Regions from separate parts of the Mus musculus genome. Here region 2 is linked to region 1. A link is a contact called in public HiChIP or PLAC-seq data. All regions are on one chromosome and are shown on one strand. Each heading gives the region's core, a stretch centred on a gene start, on an enhancer-like site or on the middle of the called end of the contact. The rest is flanking DNA. Distances are from core to core; before and after follow the strand shown. Region 1 holds the start of Clint1 (clathrin interactor 1). Region 2 overlaps Lsm11 (U7 snRNP-specific Sm-like protein LSM11).

Region 1 (3,764 bases), core at 519-3,018:
CTGGTTTCACTGTCCCTTCAGACTGCAGTATCGCACACTTGGTAGGGGGTGAGCTGGGGGTGGGTTTCTTAGTAATTTTCTTCAGCTATTCAGTCTTGGAATCAGAGGTGTGGCAGTTTTGTTAAGACCTCTTTCAACTTTTACACTAAGCTGGTATTCTCTTCCTCATATGATACACTGAAAACAGCCATGGATCTGTAAAAGAAATGACTTTTCTCTTTGGCAAAAAAACAGAGCTTACAAGTAATGAAATGGTCCCAGCTAAATGTCTGCACACTTAATGGGAAAACTGAATACTAAAACCACCAAAGCAAAATCTTTTCAGACTCGCAGCTTCTCAGTGAGGTTTCTCTTCCTCCAAAGTCAGTGGGAAAATTGTTCTCTTCAGAAGCACAGACAGGAACGTGTTGTATCACAAATCATCCTAAGGAAACGGAAGCCCCTGGCTCTTCACCCTCATGGACTAAGAGGGCCGCAATGATCTTCATCCTGAACTGGAGAAGACGGGAATTCTACAAAGTTAAGAACTTAGCTCTTTCGGTTCTGAAAACGGTACTCCTTAAGCACTTCCTTGGTAGCAAAGCACCATCAGAAGCGTCAGACAAGTTGCTTTAAAGAATGTTGTTTTCTGGGGTCAAAAAGAGCTTCTATACTTCCTGGTTTCAGGTTAGGTGGGTGGTTCAAAAGAACTGTTTCTTTACCACACTTATTGCATAATCACAAAAACCCAAAAAGGAAGAGGGCTGGTTAAATATTTAAAGTCTTATTTCCTGGTGACCTAAAAGACCTACTGTTATTTTCGATATGCTCAACTTAAAGTGCTAAGGGTTTCTGAGTATACTAAAAGCACTGAGTTATTTTACTCTGAAAGGAGTTAAAAACAGGTCAACAGGATATAAACTGGGCTTTTTTTCTTTTCCTTCACCCTTTAGAGTAATTTTTATTTACATGATTGCCCACCCCAAAAGGAAGTGTAGTGGTAAAGTTAGAGGAAAACAGTCACGGAAAGTTGTCTGGTCATCTGCTTTCACTTAGTGTGACAAACCCGAAGGGCGAGTCTCCTCTTGAGCAACTCCAGCCTGTCCACAGTGACCACTTGTTACACCTCCCACTCACTCCACTGCAGGTTCACTAGAAATTCAAAGGTGTCTACCAAGGTAAAGGGCATACCAGGCCAGGCCTAAGGTGTCTCCGAATTACACCACGGGGGTTACCGGGGACGGGAGCACGCGTCCCCTCGCCCCCAAGCCGGGCCTGGTGTCCAGGAGGCCAAACTCCAAGCTGGGTACGACGATCAAAGCATCTGTCTGCCCGGCGCGGGGTAGGGGCGCGGTGAGGACGTCCCGGGGAGCAGAGACCGGAGCAGGGAGGGGGGTTTTGAGCCGCCAGAGGCTCGGAGACCGAGGCCCAGGCCCGCCGCGGCCGCCGCCTTCACCAGGCCGCAGGGCGGGGGGGCGTGCCGCGTGTCCCCGCGCGCTGGACCACCGTGCGCACGCTCCCCGCCCCCGCCGCGGGGCCGGCCGCAACTGCCCCCCGATACTCACGCTTTGTCCACCAGCTCCCGCACCTTCCACATGTTCAGCATCGCGCCCCGCGCGGCCCGGCCCGCCGCCGCCCGCCGCCACTCTCCACGGACCCCGGGACGCCTCCGCGCCGGGGCTGGTCCAGGTCCGGGTCGCCGCCGCCACCCACCGCCGCGAACTCTCCCTAGCCGGAGCTCCTTCTCCCGGCCACAGCCACGGCGCCGCCAGTGACACGTCGAGACGCGGCCGCACCGGCGCTGCGTGGGGCGGAAGTGGCCGGCTTTCCGCCCGCGCCGCGCGCCGCACGCCGGGAATTGTAGTCCGCGCCCTGCGCCCCCGGAGCGTGAGAGGGCTGAGATCGCTGCGGTTTGGGGACCTCTGACACAGCCTCCGCGTGATTGCCATCACAACAGTTGCAAGACTTACTCGCGCTCACCTTCTTCAGATGTACACATTGATGCTAAGCACGATTACAGAGTGTGATTGGCGTGCGTGTTCTTCATCTACGCACGTGTTTCTGCATTTGCTTCCAAACATATAGGCGTCTATACATCACTGAACCTGGGATTCCAGCCCTGACCAGTGTAGAATTTTATTCTAAATCCTTCCCCACTCTAGTTTTATGATACAATGATTTTATCTGTAGACAGCTACCTAGTACCCTCGTTAAGATAGTTTGTAACAAGCCTCAGAAACTTAGTTCACATTAGTTGGGAAACCAGAAAGCCACCAGTACTCATACACAGCATACCTATATGTGTTTTATGTGATATACCCAAGAACTCTGTGGCTTTGGTTTCTAAAAGCATACATAATTTTTGAGATCTGCTAAAGTAATTTCCACTGATCAGGTTTTTCACTTAATATGTCAGTCAAAACTTGTGATAAAACTTGAAGTAATACTACATTTTGTTTTAGGCAATTCCTTAATTTTTATAAGTTTTACCTGCCCTGGTTGCAGACTGCTTTAATCCTAGCACTCAGAAGGCAGAGGCAGGCGAATCTCAATGCGTTTGAGGACAGTCTAGTTTACATCAGAAGTTCCAGGTCAGCCAGGGTTACACAATAAGACCTTAATTTTTAAGTTATAATTAAAACCTTTAATTAAATGTTATTTATTTGTAAAGAAATAAAATAAAAATTACTTAAATGTTAAAATAAAGTTATATATGTAAATATATATGTATTTATACATATACATTTTTTTAATTAAAAAATAATTCTGCCACTATTTACTGAGCATCTTCAGGGTGTTACAAGCGAGGACTACAGCTGGGGCTCAAGTTCCCTGGGAGCTTAAAGGTCACTGGAGGAGGGACATAACAATCAAGAAAATATTTAATTAGAGAGAATAAGTGCTTGTCAAAACCAAGAACATAATGTTACAGACAACAATGTCAGAGGAAAAACAGCAGAATATTCAGGGCTCTTTGAGGAGATTGAATGTATGCTAAAACTGGAACAATACAAAGGAACTGGCCCTAAGAAGATCAAGAAAAGAATGATTGGGGGAGGGAACACAAGACAAGTAAGATTCACAACGAAGGGCAAACAGTGGCTGTAAATAGCCAAGACCCAGGCCCTCTTATTCCAGATCCTTTAGTCAAGACGTCAGTTTGCATTTACTTGGTTATTGGAAGCAGCTTTGAAAGCACTCCAGTATGGTCCCGAAAAAGAAGCAAACAAAACTGAGAACCTCAGAGTGCAGAAACCAAAACAAAGCTGACTCACATATTCCTTAAGATAGGGGCTCTAGAGATCAAGCTAAGTCAGTTGGAGCCATAGGTTGGGAAAGGAGGCAAAGGGGTGCAGAGGTAATTGGAGAACCAGAGCTTTCAAAAAAAAAAAAAAAAGTGTAATTTTCCTCTTGAAAGTATTGTCCAGCCCAAGGTTCAAAGGCAGGAATGCGGCCAGGGCAGATAAGAGAAACTGCTTTGCATCAATAAGAGCTCAACAAGTTAACTTTCAGACAGGCCAGTCATGAGGACACCTGCAGAATGAACTCGGCACAAAACAAGCAGTGTCCATACCCTGGGCAGTGCACAGCTGGCCTCAACATTTAACCACCAAGCACAATGTGAGCATCTGATACTCTCAATCAGACTTCATCTGAGGTGTCACCTGTGGCATGTTTACAGCCCACTGGGGCCATCTAGAACCCTTCCTGCCCAGCTGTCACTCGAGAGAGCTCCCCAAAGGGAGTTTGTTTAAAAGGTGGTCTCCTGAGATTAATCATTTGCA
Region 2 (3,690 bases), core at 1,009-3,508, 75 kb before region 1:
CAGCACACCTGGAACCCTTGGGGTCTTTAAGCAGCCGTGTCCAGGCTTCCTGAGAACACCGGCTGCAAACACGGGCATCCCGGGGAAAGCTGGGAGTTTGGTTCCTGGCACATTGCAATCACTTGATTGTGAGTCCTTGGGAGCAAATGCCTGATGCTGTATTTTCACAACTCTGAGGAAACGTCTGGGAACTCCTAGGGGTAGGCGATTGACTGCCTGATTTTAGAGCAGGGAGCCCGGCCCCTTCTTTTGTCTTCCTGGCAGGAAAGCAAGACAGTGAGCCATGCCCTAAAACACTCACACCTGTAAACCCAGTCCTTAGGAGACTGAGGCAGGAGGATCCCTGTGAGTTCCAGGCCAGTCTAAGCTGCAGAGGGAAAGCGTCTCAAAAAAAAAAAAAAAAACCAAACCAACCAAACAAACAAAAAAACAAAGCTAAAATGACAGCAACCAAAAGTAATTTGCTTATTCAGTGGGCATGTAAAGAGTCTGGCCACCATGTCCCCTCTGCACCGTGACTTGGTGATGGCTTTGTGGACATGGCTGAAGCTGGATGAGATGTCCAGGAGTGCTCATACAGCGACTGACGTAAGGACCCCCGACCGACCTCATCTTGTTAAGTTAACGGAGACCCTTCTTGTTGAAGGGGCCTGCTGCTAGTAACCTTTGCAATGTTCTGCTTTTAATATGTGTCAAATGGGAGTCTGGAAACTGTAATAAAGATGATTGTATCCATTTGCTTGCTGCTTGGTCTCTGCTAACTTGGGGAGAATCCTGGAGAAATTTCGGGTCTATTACCAAGAGAAGACACACATCTAGAAAGTGAAATTATTACAAGCAGGGGCTGGAGAAATGGCTCAACAGCTAAGAGCTACACCGTTCTAAGGATTGGAGTTCAGATCCATGCACCAGGTAGCAAGTCAGGCATCCCACAATTCCTGTAACCCCAGGTGTAAACCATGGTGGGCAGCAGAGACGAGGGCGCTTACTGGCTTCTAGCCAGGCTCAGGGATGTGACCCCACTTCAAATCAAAGGGGGAGGGTGAAGGAGAACATCTAGTGCCCTAAGCATGGACATAAATGCACACAAATGTGTGTGCTCACACACACACACAGACACATAAATAAATAAACAAGCTTTAGCTAATTGCAGTCCTGCTGTTGTGATCTTGGGCCTTTTTGATACCAAAGCACATCTCTGGAGTCCCATCCTCCAGGCACCTTTGTTCTCCTAAATTTGAGTTCTCCCAACTCTGAGCTGCACTAATCGCCCTATGGACTTCTTCTGCCTGGCCTTCACTGGCATTAGTCCATTCTCCTCATGATCTGGTGAAGTCACCATTAATTCTTATCCTTAGAGGCTTCCAGATATCTGTGAACGAGTCACAGCTTCCCTCTGCATGAAAGCAAGCTGGGTGGCCTGAGGGCTTGCCACGTCGGTGACTTAATCTCTCCTGTGAGCTTTCTCGGTACCCAGTAGGACAGACAAATAAGCAAGTCACTCTGGTTTGGACATGGCATGCATCTGCCATCTCAGCACACTGGAGAGAGTCAGGAATCGGAAGCTAGCCTAGGCTACATAGCTAGATCCAATCTCTAAAGCTCTAAGGACAGTATAGCTTGGTGGTAGAGTGCTTGTCTAGCCTGGGCAAACCCCTGGCTCACTCTCGCTTTCTTCCCCCCCCCCCCAGTCTCTCTGTCTTTCTCTCCTGATTCTTTCTCACATTAACTTGGCATGTTCTAATAGACCTAGGTTAACCTGGGCTCAACTGCATTTGTAAATGCCTAACCACCACAAAAGGGGAGGACGAGGCAAGGCCCACGATTCCCTTGTTTCATACCTCATTATCCAGGGTATGGAAAACCCATAAGTAAATATATCTATCTTTACCTTGGTTTTCCTGAGTAGGATAAGAAAGAACTGGGGGGAGGGGGGGGTGGAATCCTTGCCGGCTAGTCTTGGATAGAACTAAGTATCTTTCTCAGTCTGCTCAGTTGCCACTAGGTGGCAGTGGGTTAAAGAAAACTGCTTCGCTAGCTCTTGGAAGGACCCATGTCTCAGGCAGCGATCCATACTTAAATATGTAGAAGCTTTGACATCAAGGGAAAAAATCAGCTGCGACCCACCCCATGGCAATGTGGGTTGTCGTGGATTGTATTCTTAAGCTCAGCCAGCGCAGCTGCTGTCAGTCAGGGAGGGAAATGACCTTAGAAAAGAATGAGAAGTGTTTCCCAGTATCCCTTACTTCAGGGTGTCGGTCACTATCTCCCCCTGCTGGCAGGAGACTGTGCCTGCACTGCTGTACGGAATCCCTTGTTTCTCCCGCAATTGAAACAATACAGAAACAATTGAAATGATAGATACAGTCTGCAGCGCCCTGTGAAAGCCCAGGTGTGGCAATGGTTGCTACTGAGTGGAGTGACCACTCCAGAACTGGATGCAGACATGTTCATGAGTCAGACGGGCATTTATAATGAACAGAGGAAACCTGTTGTGTTAGATTGGAACAGCCAAGCAACGGGATCGGGGGTTTCGGGTATCAATGCTTATATATATCTTGTAAAGAGAAAGGTTTATCCTACCCCTAATTTTGGAGGTTCCTGCCTGTGATTAGCCCATTGCTCCCGGCCTGTAGTGAGGCAGCCTGCTACAGCAAAGCTCCATCCTCTGTATTTCATAGTGAACTTATTTCCTGCGAGGGTCTTTGGCTCTCAGGAATCACTTCAGTTTCCTCATCTCTAAAATAGGCACACACCATTTTCATCTTTAAAAGCTGGCAGTTGGGGCTGGAGAGATGGCTCAGTGGTTAAGGTGCTTACAGGCCCTCAGAGGACAGAGCTTAGATCCCAGCAACCGTGTCGGTGCCTCACAAGCATCTTTACCTCCAGCTGCAGAGCATCCGATGGCCGACACAGACTCTTACACATAAATAAAAATCAATCTTAAAGCGTTGGTGATGTATCCTGCTAAGCCGACAGAGCACACCCTTGGTGCCCTTTACACTTGAACTTGCTGTGTGATGTTCTGTAGTTTTCTACATTTTTTACCTTGAGACCAGATCCACCACACTGGCACCGTGGCCTCCTTTCTCTCAGCATGCATGTGTTCCTTGGCTCCCCCAAATTCTCTGTGCTCCCTCAATTGGCTCTTCCTGGGTTAAACCTTCAGAAGATCACATATGCTGCGAGTAGAGCCCCGTGCTTCCCCAGGAAGGACATTAGGCTCCATGGGACATTCATTAGTTGGGGTTACAAAAGGGCCATGGGGCACTGGAATGGTAATTTCCTACACGAGACCCCAGTGACCCAGTGAGAGCTAGCTCAGCTGGTCTGAGCATGTGGCTAATGAGGGAAGGGTCACAGATTCACTCCTGTGTGGGCCAATTAGAGTCACGTGGAAAGTACACGCCGGTGGCAGCAAGCAGCAGCTCACACATTAGCTAACTGGTCACCAGGATGGCTTGTCACCAGTTATCATCACTGTCAGAAATCCAAGCAAGTGCTTACATCATCTTTCCTGTGACTGCATGGCCCAATGTGCCCCCACCCTCAACACACACTCAGGTAACTCATGGCGACTTCAGAGTTTCTGCCTTGGTCTCCAGCACACCTCTTGCCCCATATCTATTTAGCTGTTGTTTTCCTTTAAGTTGGCTTGCTTTTTAACTTTGACTTAAAAAGGAGCCGAGA

What was found. HiChIP or PLAC-seq counts read pairs in DNA pulled down with a chosen protein or histone mark.
Region 2: a contact with region 1 is called in an H3K4me3 HiChIP or PLAC-seq map of the SCID.adh cell line, with 11 read pairs. The contact joins the enhancer-like site here to the promoter of Clint1 in region 1. A contact is called at or near these places in 3 of 39 promoter capture datasets (liver and stem cell-derived epiblast-like cells), 3 of 115 datasets of contacts at active chromatin or transcription factors (the SCID.adh cell line and embryonic stem cells) and 3 of 9 other capture datasets (adipose tissue, liver and pancreatic islet).

Annotation. Positions count from the first base shown.
Region 1 is chr11:45,849,973-45,853,736 of GRCm38.p6, reverse strand. It overlaps Clint1 (clathrin interactor 1), which reads right to left and starts at 1,768. Exons shown (of 12, transcript NM_001045520.4): 1 at 1,545-1,768. The coding sequence starts at 1,585.
Region 2 is chr11:45,925,314-45,929,003 of GRCm38.p6, reverse strand. It overlaps Lsm11 (U7 snRNP-specific Sm-like protein LSM11), which reads left to right. Exons shown (of 4, transcript NM_028185.2): 4 at 1-735. Among named protein-coding and RNA genes, the nearest start is that of Lsm11, 18 kb to the left of the region's middle. Within about 2 kb of position 2,258, at least 112 of the 459 cell types and tissues checked have an H3K27ac peak or open chromatin away from gene starts, as enhancers often do. A contact at or near this core is called in the SCID.adh cell line, adipose tissue and liver, where this site is marked.